Regions from separate parts of the Mus musculus genome. Here region 2 is linked to region 1. The links are chromatin contacts, called in public HiCAR-type maps. All regions are on one chromosome and are shown on one strand. Each heading gives the region's core, a stretch centred on a gene start, on an enhancer-like site or on the middle of the called end of the contact. The rest is flanking DNA. Distances are from core to core; before and after follow the strand shown.

Region 1 (5,463 bases), core at 1,657-4,156:
ATGATAGTTGGGAATATCAGAAAATCATGTGTATTTGAATAAGAAAGGGGTATTTTTTTTTCACTTGAACAAAGTGCATATATTTCTAGTTCAATGGCTCTCTTCTGAACAACAATCTGAATAAGGTCACCTTATATCTCTCAGGCTTGCCATACTGCAAGGGAAGGCTGAGTATGTCTTGATAATCACTCAGGAGTCTTAAAACTCCCAAGACTCCACAATCCTTAGATCCAAATGTGGCTGGAAAATGTCTTCTAGCTATAAATTTAGGTAGAAAGAAATAGTATATTGGGGGTTGAGTGGGCTTCTAAAATGCTCTACCACAAAGATGGCCCAATCCAGGTCTTTTGGGAATACAGACAGAATAACAGACACCTTCTATGGGAATATAGTAAGGCCAGTGATAAAGGTATGAATATAGTCCCTTGGGAAATTTGAAGGATGTAGTATTGTTTTCAAACTTTCATCAGCTCCTGGGACAATTTCAGAAATGTGCTTTAAACGGTACTTGGTGGTGCAGTAGACACATGGCTCCCCTTTCGTATAATGTGTGAGCCAATGTTCCCTAAGCCCTCAGCTGCAGGATGTTGCTGGTATCGTTGCTTTGAGAATGCAACCGGTATGTCCTTACCAGAGTATGAATGCATCTGGAATTTGGGTTGCCCAGATTGAAGAGACTTCAGTAGCATTCATTCATACATTTGTTCAACATTTAATAAAAACATCTGACCCCCAAACTCAATTTACAATTTTACAACATTTTACAAAGACTTTGATCTCAAAATCTCCATCTATAATTTTATAAGAATGTACATTCCTTGCAACAGTTTCTTTCCACATTTTTTTTCTTTAGTCATTTTTCCTTAGGAGAAAAAAATATAACTTTTGGATGAGAGAAATGCAGTCGAGGCTCACATGGGGAGACTGGGGGGGGGGGAGACAAAATACAGCATCCTCTCAGCTCTAATCTAGAACAGCCTGCTTTTGGCAACAGGAGTCATTTGTCGCTGTGTGTCCACATTACCACCTGGAAAGTCCACATATCTATGGCCACAGGATTCTAGTTTGCCGTCTTAATTTATCTATTCCACCTGTGTGCTGATTCGGCTGCCTGATACTCTTAAGTGATTCTAATTAGAAAACACGCAGGGGAATCCTTCTGGGATTCCAAAGCTGCTAGAATCCCCTTTGATCTCCCATCTGAACCACCAAGGTTTATTGTTTCAATTTCTCCCCTCAGCGCTCCAGTTGACAATTATTGGTATTTTAGAGCCTAGAGATAGCAATGGGAAGCCAGGCAGCCTAACAGTTGAAAGAGAGCTCTCTGCCAGAGAGGGGAAACCCACCCTTAGTGAAAAGGAAAAGATGCCCATCCCGCACTTTATAAATAGCTGCCAATTTATTAATGAGCTGCTGGGTTTGGCTAGAATTTTAAAGATGTTTTCCAGCATTTTCAAAGAGGCAATAAGTTAACTGGATACAAACAGATGCAAACAGCATGCTGAACCACAACTAGTTAAATTCTGGAAAATGCTAAGACGACCTGAGGAACGTTTGGAGTGGCGAAGAAATTCATCTTAGAGTTTCCAAAGAAAGATTTTAACTCTAAAGACAGTTTAATTAGGAATCTTCTGTCCGTTTCTAGTGATTGTAGAAAGAGGTAGGAAAAGAGAGAAAAGTGGCGTGCCGGTAAGAAAGTTTTATTTGTTTGTTTGATTTCATTCACCTAAGGAGATTTGTGCAACGGTCCTGGGTTGCGGATGAGAAATGGCAATGTGTGACAAGGGTTGTGGGAACGTGTGCTCACGCTTGACTAGGGCTGGGCTCACCGAGAGGGAAGGGCTGAGCTGGCTCAGGGGAGGAAGGAGGCGGAGGGAACACAGTATAAAAGTCTCCAGCCTAACAGAGTGCCCGTCACTCGAGCCACTTGGGGAAGGCAGGAGCCAGAGCCACGCTGGACCCAGTTCTCTCTAGCCTCGTTGGCAAGGATCCCGCGCTCTCCAGATATATCACCCAGCCGTTCTGCTCGCCAGCCGCACCACTTGCAAGGCATGAGTCGCTCCCGGGAGCCCGAGGCTGGAGCGCGGTCATGAGGCGGTGGCGCTGTTGCAGCGGCTGCGTTTCGGCAGCCCCCAAGTCCCCTCCAGGCGCAGCACCCCCAGGATGAGCCCCCAGACTCGAGTCTACCAAGCTGAGAGTCACCCAGCATCCCACTGACGTCCGAGCGCCTTCGCAGCGCACACCGTGTTCTTCGCAGCCTCCCACGCGACACCTGCGCACTTAAGTAGACGCGCGCGGATTGAATCCAACTCACCCGCCTTTCCGACGCTCCAGGGCGCTGTAGGCGCACGGTCTGCTGCACCCAGTGATCAGCCAGCCCAGAGCCCCGCAGCTAGTGTCAAGACCCTTCCGGACCGACAGACACCGTGTCACCCCACCCCCTACCCCCCAAACTCGCTGCTCAAGGTCAGGGTGCGTGGTGGGGTCGCAGACACCTGGTTTGTCTGGCCCCTCCGTTCTCCACTCCTATAACTCCAGCTCTACTTTGCCCATAAACTTTTCTCAGGTGGCCTGGGCGACCCCCACTCGCCCGCAGCCCCAAGCACTAGAGCGAGCAGAGGGCTAGTTCCTTTGCCACAGCGACCTCGGCAGCAAGCACTTAGCACAGCCGAGAAGGCGGACGCAGGCGCCGGCGGGGCGCCCCCAGTTATCCTCAAACGGTGACAACCTCGGTGACCCGGAGCCAGCCCATCCGGGGACTGAGCGAGCGGGGCGACGAAGCTAGAGGTCCCAAGGAACTTGGAGTGAGGAAGGTGGTGGCCCCGAGGGTGAGTGGCTCCCGGCAGCGGGGGCGGGGGAGCCGAGAGTGGAGGTAACTCCGGGCGGCCTCTGAAGCCCTCCTCCTCCTTCTCCTCCTCCGCCTCTAACCCCGCGCTCCTCTGGCGGCCGCTCCCGCTCCAGCTGCGGCACCGCGGCCACATCTGGGGAGCCCATGTGCGCTCGGGGGCTCGGCTGCGCCCGCCCCGCCGCCGCCCCCGCAGTTCCCTGCCCGAAGGGTGGACCCTGGCCGGGCCTGGGTCGCGGACAGCCCCGGGTCCCCATCGCCGCCGCCGGACAGCTCCTGGGATTGCTCCGCCACCGGCTTGGACGTCCCCGGCCCCGCGGTGGCTCCGCTGTGGTGTGGCGGCGGCGTTGGCGGCTGCTCCTGTTCCCCGGGCCCCGTGCGCTCGGCCGAGCCCAGAGCCAGCCCTGCCGGCCCGGGGAGCGGGGCCCCGGTGGGGGCCGAGGCGGGAGCCGCTCAGTCGAGCTCGGGGGCTCCGACTCCTCCTCCCCCGGCGGCGGCGCCGCCGCCGCCGCCGCCAGTCGCGCGGGGTCCTAAAGCCGCGCGACTCAAGAGGATGGTGCGCCTGGCTGCGGAACTGCTCCTGCTGCTGGGGCTACTGCTGCTCACGCTGCACATCACGGTTCTGCGCGGATCCGGAGCCTCCGACCGGCAGGACGCGGCCGCCGGCAACGTCAGCGGGTCCCAGTTGCAGGTGAGTGCGCCGCCGGAGGGGGCGTGCGTGGTTGAACGAAGCTGGGTGGCCCGCAAGGTACTAAGCAAGAGAGCTTGGTACATTGCAGAAGGCGGGTCCTCCGTTCCACCAAGGAGCACTTTTGCCTAGGCAACCGGGTTTAAGCAGAAAAGTTTGGACTAGGGGATCGGGCGGAAGGTGGGTGGGTGGAAGGGTTATGTGTAGAGGCCAGGCCTGCTTCAAAGTTTACCTAGAGAAAGCCTCAGATCTGTCACAGGTTTGGCACCAGGAAGAAGTCTTAGGCTTGGGAGGCATAAGCTGGCTGGAGGATGCTTTTGATGCTGAGTACTGCCAGAGACTTAGAAGTTTGTCTTGAGGCAAGAGAGACTGAGGTGAGGCGACATAAAGAGGCCTTATAAGATAAATCTCCAAGCTATATTTAGGAGAAAGTATTCTGTTGGGTGTGCAAGCAGTGTCAGAGGTCAAGACATTATTTCTGGAGACTAGCCAGACACCCCACCTTTGCCTGAGTGATTCCTTCACCTCTTATGCCCCTATGTACCAGGCAAAGGGCCATAGTCAAGGCACCTGTAGGAATTTGGTCTGGAGTTACTTGGGACTTTTAAACTTCTTCCCGGTGAACATCTGCTTTGAAGGTTCTTTTAGTAACAGGATTCTGTTTCGGCTCCAGGGGGAGAGATGAGGCCAGGGGGCATATATTAGGTCTTGAGATGCCAAATGAATATTGCTGAGTAAAGGTTGCCCACATGGGCTTTTCTATTATGACTTTGGAAAGCCTGCCTCATGGTTTTAGAGGTAGAGCATGCATTAAACCAGAACTAGTAGAAGTGAGCTGGGATTTTCTTCAGGGAACAGCCAGGATTCTACACTCTCTAAAGAAACCAAGCCAGGCCCTACTAAAACTAGTCACTGTGCAATGTTGAGATTTTTACATCTTTGTGCCATTAAAAGACTAATAACCTGTTGCTGAAAAGAGCGTTTATTTAAACACGTCTACATCAGGTGTTTACCACGATACTGTTTTAAGAGTGTTGCAGGGGCTAACTCATTTAATCTCATCCTAACCCTCATTACAAGATTGTTAATCTCTCTGCCTTACAGATTGCGAAACTGAGGCACCGAGTGATTAAGAAACTTGTTAGAATTCACACATTCCCACCTGTTGGTTAATTATATCAAGCTTGCTGTCTGCCAGACTAAAGCAAGGTGACCCTTACAAATGCAAACCAGGCCTGCAAAAATGCAAACCTTAAGCTTAAAAGTTCTCAAACCCTTCTAAAAACAATCTGGGTTTGGAGGAGCCTCTCACATTACCCTTCGGGTAACCCTGAACAGCAACAGATATTTCCCCCATGCCAAACACTGAAGAAATAATCCTCACTATCATGAAGGCTTCTGGAAATTGTATTTTATATGTGATGCTTTCTTTCCTCGTGGACTCATGAAAACCTGTAAAAAAAAATGATGTTCTATGGAAAAGTAAATTTGGCAGATTTCTTTATGAGGTGCTTGCTATCATTAGAATAATCTCCGGTTGGCCTTTTCCACCCCAACAGTACTTTAATGAGAGAAGCAGCTGGTAGAACTGGATGGGATTCTCAGAGGGCTTTTGCTGAAGAACAGCCCCCCCCCCCACCTCCACCCCCGATCAAAAAAAAAAAAAAAGAAAGAAAGAAAGAAAAACAGAAGAAATGGGGGATTTGGAAACAGTTCTGCTCCCAGGAATATCTGGAGCCCTAAGTAGCTGCTAATCCAGTAGCTTCAGTTTATCTTGTTACAGTGTTCAATTATGGTGAGCATCCAAAGCCTTCACTTAACTAAGCCTACTGATGACTTTAACAGTTTAGCTTGTAATTTTATTCTTTTTTTTTTTTGTAATTTCTTCTTATAAAAGTTTTATATTCTTCCTGACCAAAGTTATTTCTTG
Region 2 (5,463 bases), core at 1,188-3,687, 2.6 Mb before region 1:
AGATCTGAAGAGATTTCACCTACAGCGGCAGTCCCCTGCCAAAATAAGACCCTTTTTAATAGCATGTTTTCGATAACTGTCTTATCGCACCCACAGCAAAGGCCAACTCCTGTAAACGCAGACATTAAGAGCCAGCTCAGCTTCACACACAGACAGCCAGACAGGCTTCTCTCCCGCCCCTCTTCAGAGTTTCAAATCACAGCCCAAAGCCGCGGGTAGGAGGCAGCAGAGCGCACCCCATCCGAGCACGTGGCGGAAAGCAATCCTCTGGGGCACAGATCTCCCCCTCTTACCACCCACCCTCGGAGCTCAAGCTTGGCGGAGCACCAGTCCTGGCAGCGAGTCACGCCTCCTGGACAACGGGCACACCCCCCACCATTTCCCTTTCCTCCCCTTCTGCAATCGCACCCATCTTCCTTCCACCCATTTTGGGATGTTGCAAGGGTTCTGCCGCAGTCTGCCAGCGGTACGCCGGCCTCAAGCAGCTCCGAGGGAAAAGGGGGAGATGAGGGCGCACGCAGTTGCACCCGCAAACACGACTTATAGCGGGCTGCCTCTTCTAAGCCTTACTAGGGCGCGGGAAGGGCTTGCGGAGGCCGGGTGCCCTCCGGACGAGAGAGTGCGCCCGCCCTTCCCGGGGAAGTTTGCAAACACAGCTGTTCCAGAACTGGGGAACCGCTGGGAGTAAGGCAGCCTGGGCTGCACCGAGCGGGGGCGGGAGGAAGGGGCCGGCAGGGGGCGGAGGTTCCCAGACTAAAGCTTGGACGCCAGCCGGAGACAACCCCCCTCCTGCAGCCGCCACTTCAGGCTGGGAGAGCACCCCTCCAACACACTAAAATCTCCCCACTAGAGCCGCGGGAAGCCTGCTCCCCCACACCCTGCAGGAAGGACACACCCGCCCTCGGGGCGGCTCACGGGAAAGGGGAGGGTGCCAACTTGGACAGCGTATGCAGGGCAGACTATGCGCAGTCGCCTTCCAGGGCACTACGAGTTTTAATTAGTTAAGCAAAGAAATCATCTATAATGACCGCCTGGTCGAGGGTGGGAACTGGAAGTAGCAAGCATAAAATTAGCATCCTTGCGTACTTTCCCCCAGCAATGCTCTTCAGAGACCCCATTTCGCTGCGCTAAGCAGACACCACCCAGAATGGAAGACCCGCCCGTCTCATCTTGTCCAGGTCCAGCTGTAGTCTGGACTCTCAAACTTGCCACCCCCAAAGCCTCTCAACTTAGTGCCAAGTTTCAAGTGGCATTAAATCCTTCTCAAGGCAATATAGGGCTCGGCCCCGCGTTCGACTCTGTCGGTGTGTCGCTCACTCACCGGCCAGGCGAAACTGAAAGGCAGTACGATGCGATTACGGTCGTTGCCACGGCTGGCCTTGAGATTGAAGGTGTTACCCCCGATGACAGGCGTAGACCCTGAGCCGAAGCTGCAGGGTCCCCCGGCAGTGACGCGGGACTGATACTCCTTGAGGCACACTTTGAAGTACGTATCACACTCGTCGCGGGTGCACTTGCGGTCGCCAGGGTTCCGGACTCCACCACAACAGTTCCCATTCTGTAGCTCTCCATTCACGTTCTGCATGGACAGGATCTCCAGCTCAAACTGACCCGAGGCCCCGCACACCTGCCAGCGAGGAAGGAAGGTCAACGCATGAGAAAGTTTTCTCTGAAGGTGGAGGTGGAGACTCCTTGACACCCCCCACCCCCAATACACACACCCCAGGCTGCCAAAGATCCTCGGTGGCAAGTGAAAATAATTTTGCAAAAACTAGGTTTAGGGCTCAACCTGGTTTGGGGGCATAAAAAACACAAGTGCGGGAAAACTAAGACAAGTGCCCCGAAGGACCGTGAGAACGTAATGATCGCATTTTGCCCAGCCTGGAGGAGTTTATCTTTCGAGGCCAGGGGCTCCCCTCTGGGGAACCAGCGTTCCCTCACCGGGTGCTGCCTCTCGGGTGAAAAGTCAGGGTCAGGGAGCCTTGTACTCAAGGGCTCCGGAACTTGCACTGGGAGCCACAGCCGCTCCCGTCCAGAACGCCACGAGGGAAGGGAGAGGACCGCGGGGAGCAAGAGCGGGAGAGAGACTCCTACCTTGGCTCGCAGGGCACAGAGCAGGGCGAGCAGAAGACTCAGGGGGCGCCCGGGCCGGCCGCGCGTCCGTGGGGACCGCATCGCTGCGCCGCGCGCCACGGGCACTCCGGACGCCGCCGCCGCTGCTAGCGCTGGTGCTCCCGCCGAGGCTGCCGTCGTCGCTGCCCCCGCGGCCGCCGCGTCCCGGCTCTAATATACTCCGTGGATTGGAGCATGCACGACTGGAAAACAACACTACTTTTCAAAAGCCCTTTCAAGAGCCGCGCGTTCCAGAAGGCAAAGAGCCCGGCCTCCTTTTATTATTCTGATCGCTTCTTTGAGGCGCTCCCCCCTCTTCCACCTCTCGGCTTTCTTTCCTTCTCTCGCGCTCCCCTTCTTTTATTATTATGATTATGCGCAGCCTTTTATTCCCTTTCAGATCAGCTGCATGAAACGCGGGGAGGGAGGGGAGGAAAAAAAAAAAAAAAACCTGAGCCTAGCTCGCCGGCCGGCTGCAGGTAACACAATGACGCGTGCCCGCCTGGCTCTCGAAGGGACCCGGAGCGCCGGTCTGGGAGCCGGGACTCCGGCTGGCCACCTCTTCTCAACACGCGGAACAAGGCGCATGCGCGATTGTTAATATTCATAAGGGGCGTGCCATCTATTGGGCACGCCCCTTTCCTCCGGGTTGTTGGGGAGGGGAGAAATTGAGAAGGGGTTGGAAGTTGCGGGACGGACCGGGTGGCATGGCCGCCCGAGGGGCCCCCACACGCAGATCAGTGTCCCGGGGAGCCCGGGCCAGGAGAAAGGAACCTGGAAGGACCGTGGAGGAGCCCATGGCTCTGAGAAGCCCAGAGCGCCTCCGCTGGACCGCCCCCTCGGTGCACGGCCTGGGCTCCCTTGCAAGCCCCAGGTGTAGGCGCCGCGGTACGGCCGGAGCAGTTGGGGCGGGCGGCTTCCGCCTTCGGAGCCGCCTGCGTCAGCTGCGGCTTTTGCCCCGGGGAGGAGGGCCTGCCCGCCGGGAACCCGGGCCGCTCCCAGCAAGCGAGCCCAGAGCCCTGTGCTGGCGGCGGCGAGACTGGCGCGCTCGCCGCCGTCTCCTCGCCCCGCAGAGGCGACCTGGGCAGACTCTGCTGGGAACTTTGAAAAACTTTCCCGGAGTCAGACTTGCCGCAAACTCGAGGGAAAGCCTCGGCCGCGCGCCATCCCTTCCCAAATCCATGTCCGTGGAGCCTCGGAGGGGCTCCCAGCGTCCTTTCCAGACCGCGCCGGGGCAGAGGCGTGGGGGAAGCAGGGGGAGTGGCCGGCGGGCACCCGGGGGCTCAGCCCGGACTTCGGGAAGGGCTTTCTGAGACGCCGAGGGCTCCGCCAGCCTCCAGCCCGGGCGCAGTGGCGGGACTGCACCTGTAGGCGGCCTCCGCGCTGCTCTCTGGGTGGCGAGACGCGGCCTGAAAAGAACCTAACCGCTGTCGTGGTCCACAGAACTTGGCTTCTCCTGGGTGGTGGTGGAAACCGATGCCATTTTCCACCTTGAGGCAGGCCTCGCAATTAGCAGCGACACTCCTGGTCATAATCAAGGTCAAAGGGAACCCAAAGGCTGGCTGAAGTCTCTGCCAGCTCCACTCCAGGCGGGTTTAAACGGAGCTCTTTAGGAAAACAGATTTCCATTAAAGGACGAAAAGGGTTTCTTAACTTGCGTTGAGCCTGTCCTGAAGAAAAGCTCTGATTTTTCCGAGATTGCTTTAGCGCCTCAACCCTTCTAGACATCAGGGCATGATGGGTAAAGGGAAAAACAGTTTCCAACATGCTGAACACGACAACATAACAACACAGGTTATTTGTGGTTATCTACGTTTAAAGAGTGGCCCAGCATAGATAGTGCCCCATACCACTTGATGGGGTTGAGAAAGCTGAGTTCCAGGCTAACAAAGATGGTTCCGTAACTTGGGCATTTTAACCACCTGAGATAGGTGATTTCTTAATGGCAATGCATCTCATTCTAACCATTCCCGAGTAACTTAATCCATAATTGGGAAGGGCATATCCCAAATCAGAATGAGTTTGCAACTGGTCACAGAAGCACCTGGCCTACACAGCAGCCACCTGGGCATTTTCCAGTGTGCCCAGTCCTCCTCCACCCAATGATCACGAATGCAAAGCATCCCGTTTTCAACATTAATTCAACACAGGTTTTTGTTTTTGTTTTTGTTTTTTTCCCACTAAAGTTTCCAGAAATATAACAGTCCTCACTTCTGATTGGACTTCTTACCTGCATCTCTAGTCGCCAAGTTAGGGTGCTCAATAACGCTTTTATAGCAAAGGATTGGTGGTGTGGAAAAGCCACATAGCCCACAAAGACTGCAGTGGTCTTAGAGTCTATATTTCTTGAGGTCCCAAGGTCTAAAGCTGTTTTAAAATGTAAAGCTGTATCCAATGATGCATGCCCCATGTCCCACACTAACCCCTAGAAGGCGGCTATGGAGCCAGAGTTTTTAGTTCAGAAGGTTTGAGCCAGCCACCTGAGTTACATTGGAAGACTACCTGAGATTTATAGTTGCTCTGCTGCTAACAATCTGGGCTTCGTGAAAGCTGAGATCAGTACCTATCTAACAGTGAGTTTAGCTCACTTCACTAAAAGGAAAGTTTTGAGGAGTAAAAAGCACCTAATGGCATACTGGGAATGTCAAATCACTAAGAAACACCAAAGGCACAGCAAATAACACAGAGCCTCTAGTCTTTTCTGTGCCTGGGAACCCACATTTGAGGAAGGCAGTTGTGGGCTATAGGGGATTCTTTAAAAATGTTTTCATTTGGTGCTCTTCCAGTGAGCTGGGACTCCCCCAAGAAGCTTTTTTATACTGCAACAGGCACTGGGTGGAACTTCTGTCCTCAACTTCCTTGATCACCCCTGAAACCTGGAGAATGGGGAACTACTGCTCAAAGAATTCAAAAATGGACATTTCCCCTTGCCAAGCCATAGCCTCCCTTTGAGCTTTGCTTTCCAACTATAAGTGTATAGTTAAGGAAACATTCCCATGGAAAACAACACTTAGCCATCACCATTGCTTCCACCCCAGGTTGCTCCGAGCCAGATAGCAACCTGTTGCAGGTGTTTGGATATCTTCTCTGATTTTAAAAATATGATGCCTCAATTCCCTTTCTACAAAACATACCCAACCTTCATTCATTCATCAACAAACAGCCCTGACTTCCCATGGGACTTAATAAGAGGCATTTATGTTATAATTGTATTTTAAAGCTTCTAATCAACCAAAATTATTTATCAACACTGAGAAGAATCAGCTAATCAATATTTATTGAAAAGTACTGTTGTATGCCGTAGTGTGACTGATCTAAAGAACGCCACGTGAGGAAAATAAGTCGGGTACC

What was found. HiCAR-type assays count read pairs that join an accessible place to other places.
Region 2: a contact with region 1 is called in a HiCAR-type map of astrocytes, with 4 times the contacts expected there. The contact joins the promoter of Jag1 here to the promoter of Ism1 in region 1. A contact is called at or near these places in 1 of 484 Hi-C or Micro-C datasets (embryonic stem cells) and 2 of 115 datasets of contacts at active chromatin or transcription factors (astrocytes and embryonic stem cells).

What each region holds. Positions count from the first base shown.
Region 1 is chr2:139,675,272-139,680,734 of GRCm38.p6, forward strand. It overlaps Ism1 (isthmin 1, angiogenesis inhibitor), which reads left to right and starts at 2,907. Exons shown (of 6, transcript NM_001276489.1): 1 at 2,907-3,536. The coding sequence starts at 3,399.
Region 2 is chr2:137,114,083-137,119,545 of GRCm38.p6, forward strand. Jag1 (jagged 1) reads right to left here and starts at 2,438. Exons shown (of 26, transcript NM_013822.5): 1 at 2,095-2,438; 2 at 1,322-1,627. The coding sequence starts at 2,175.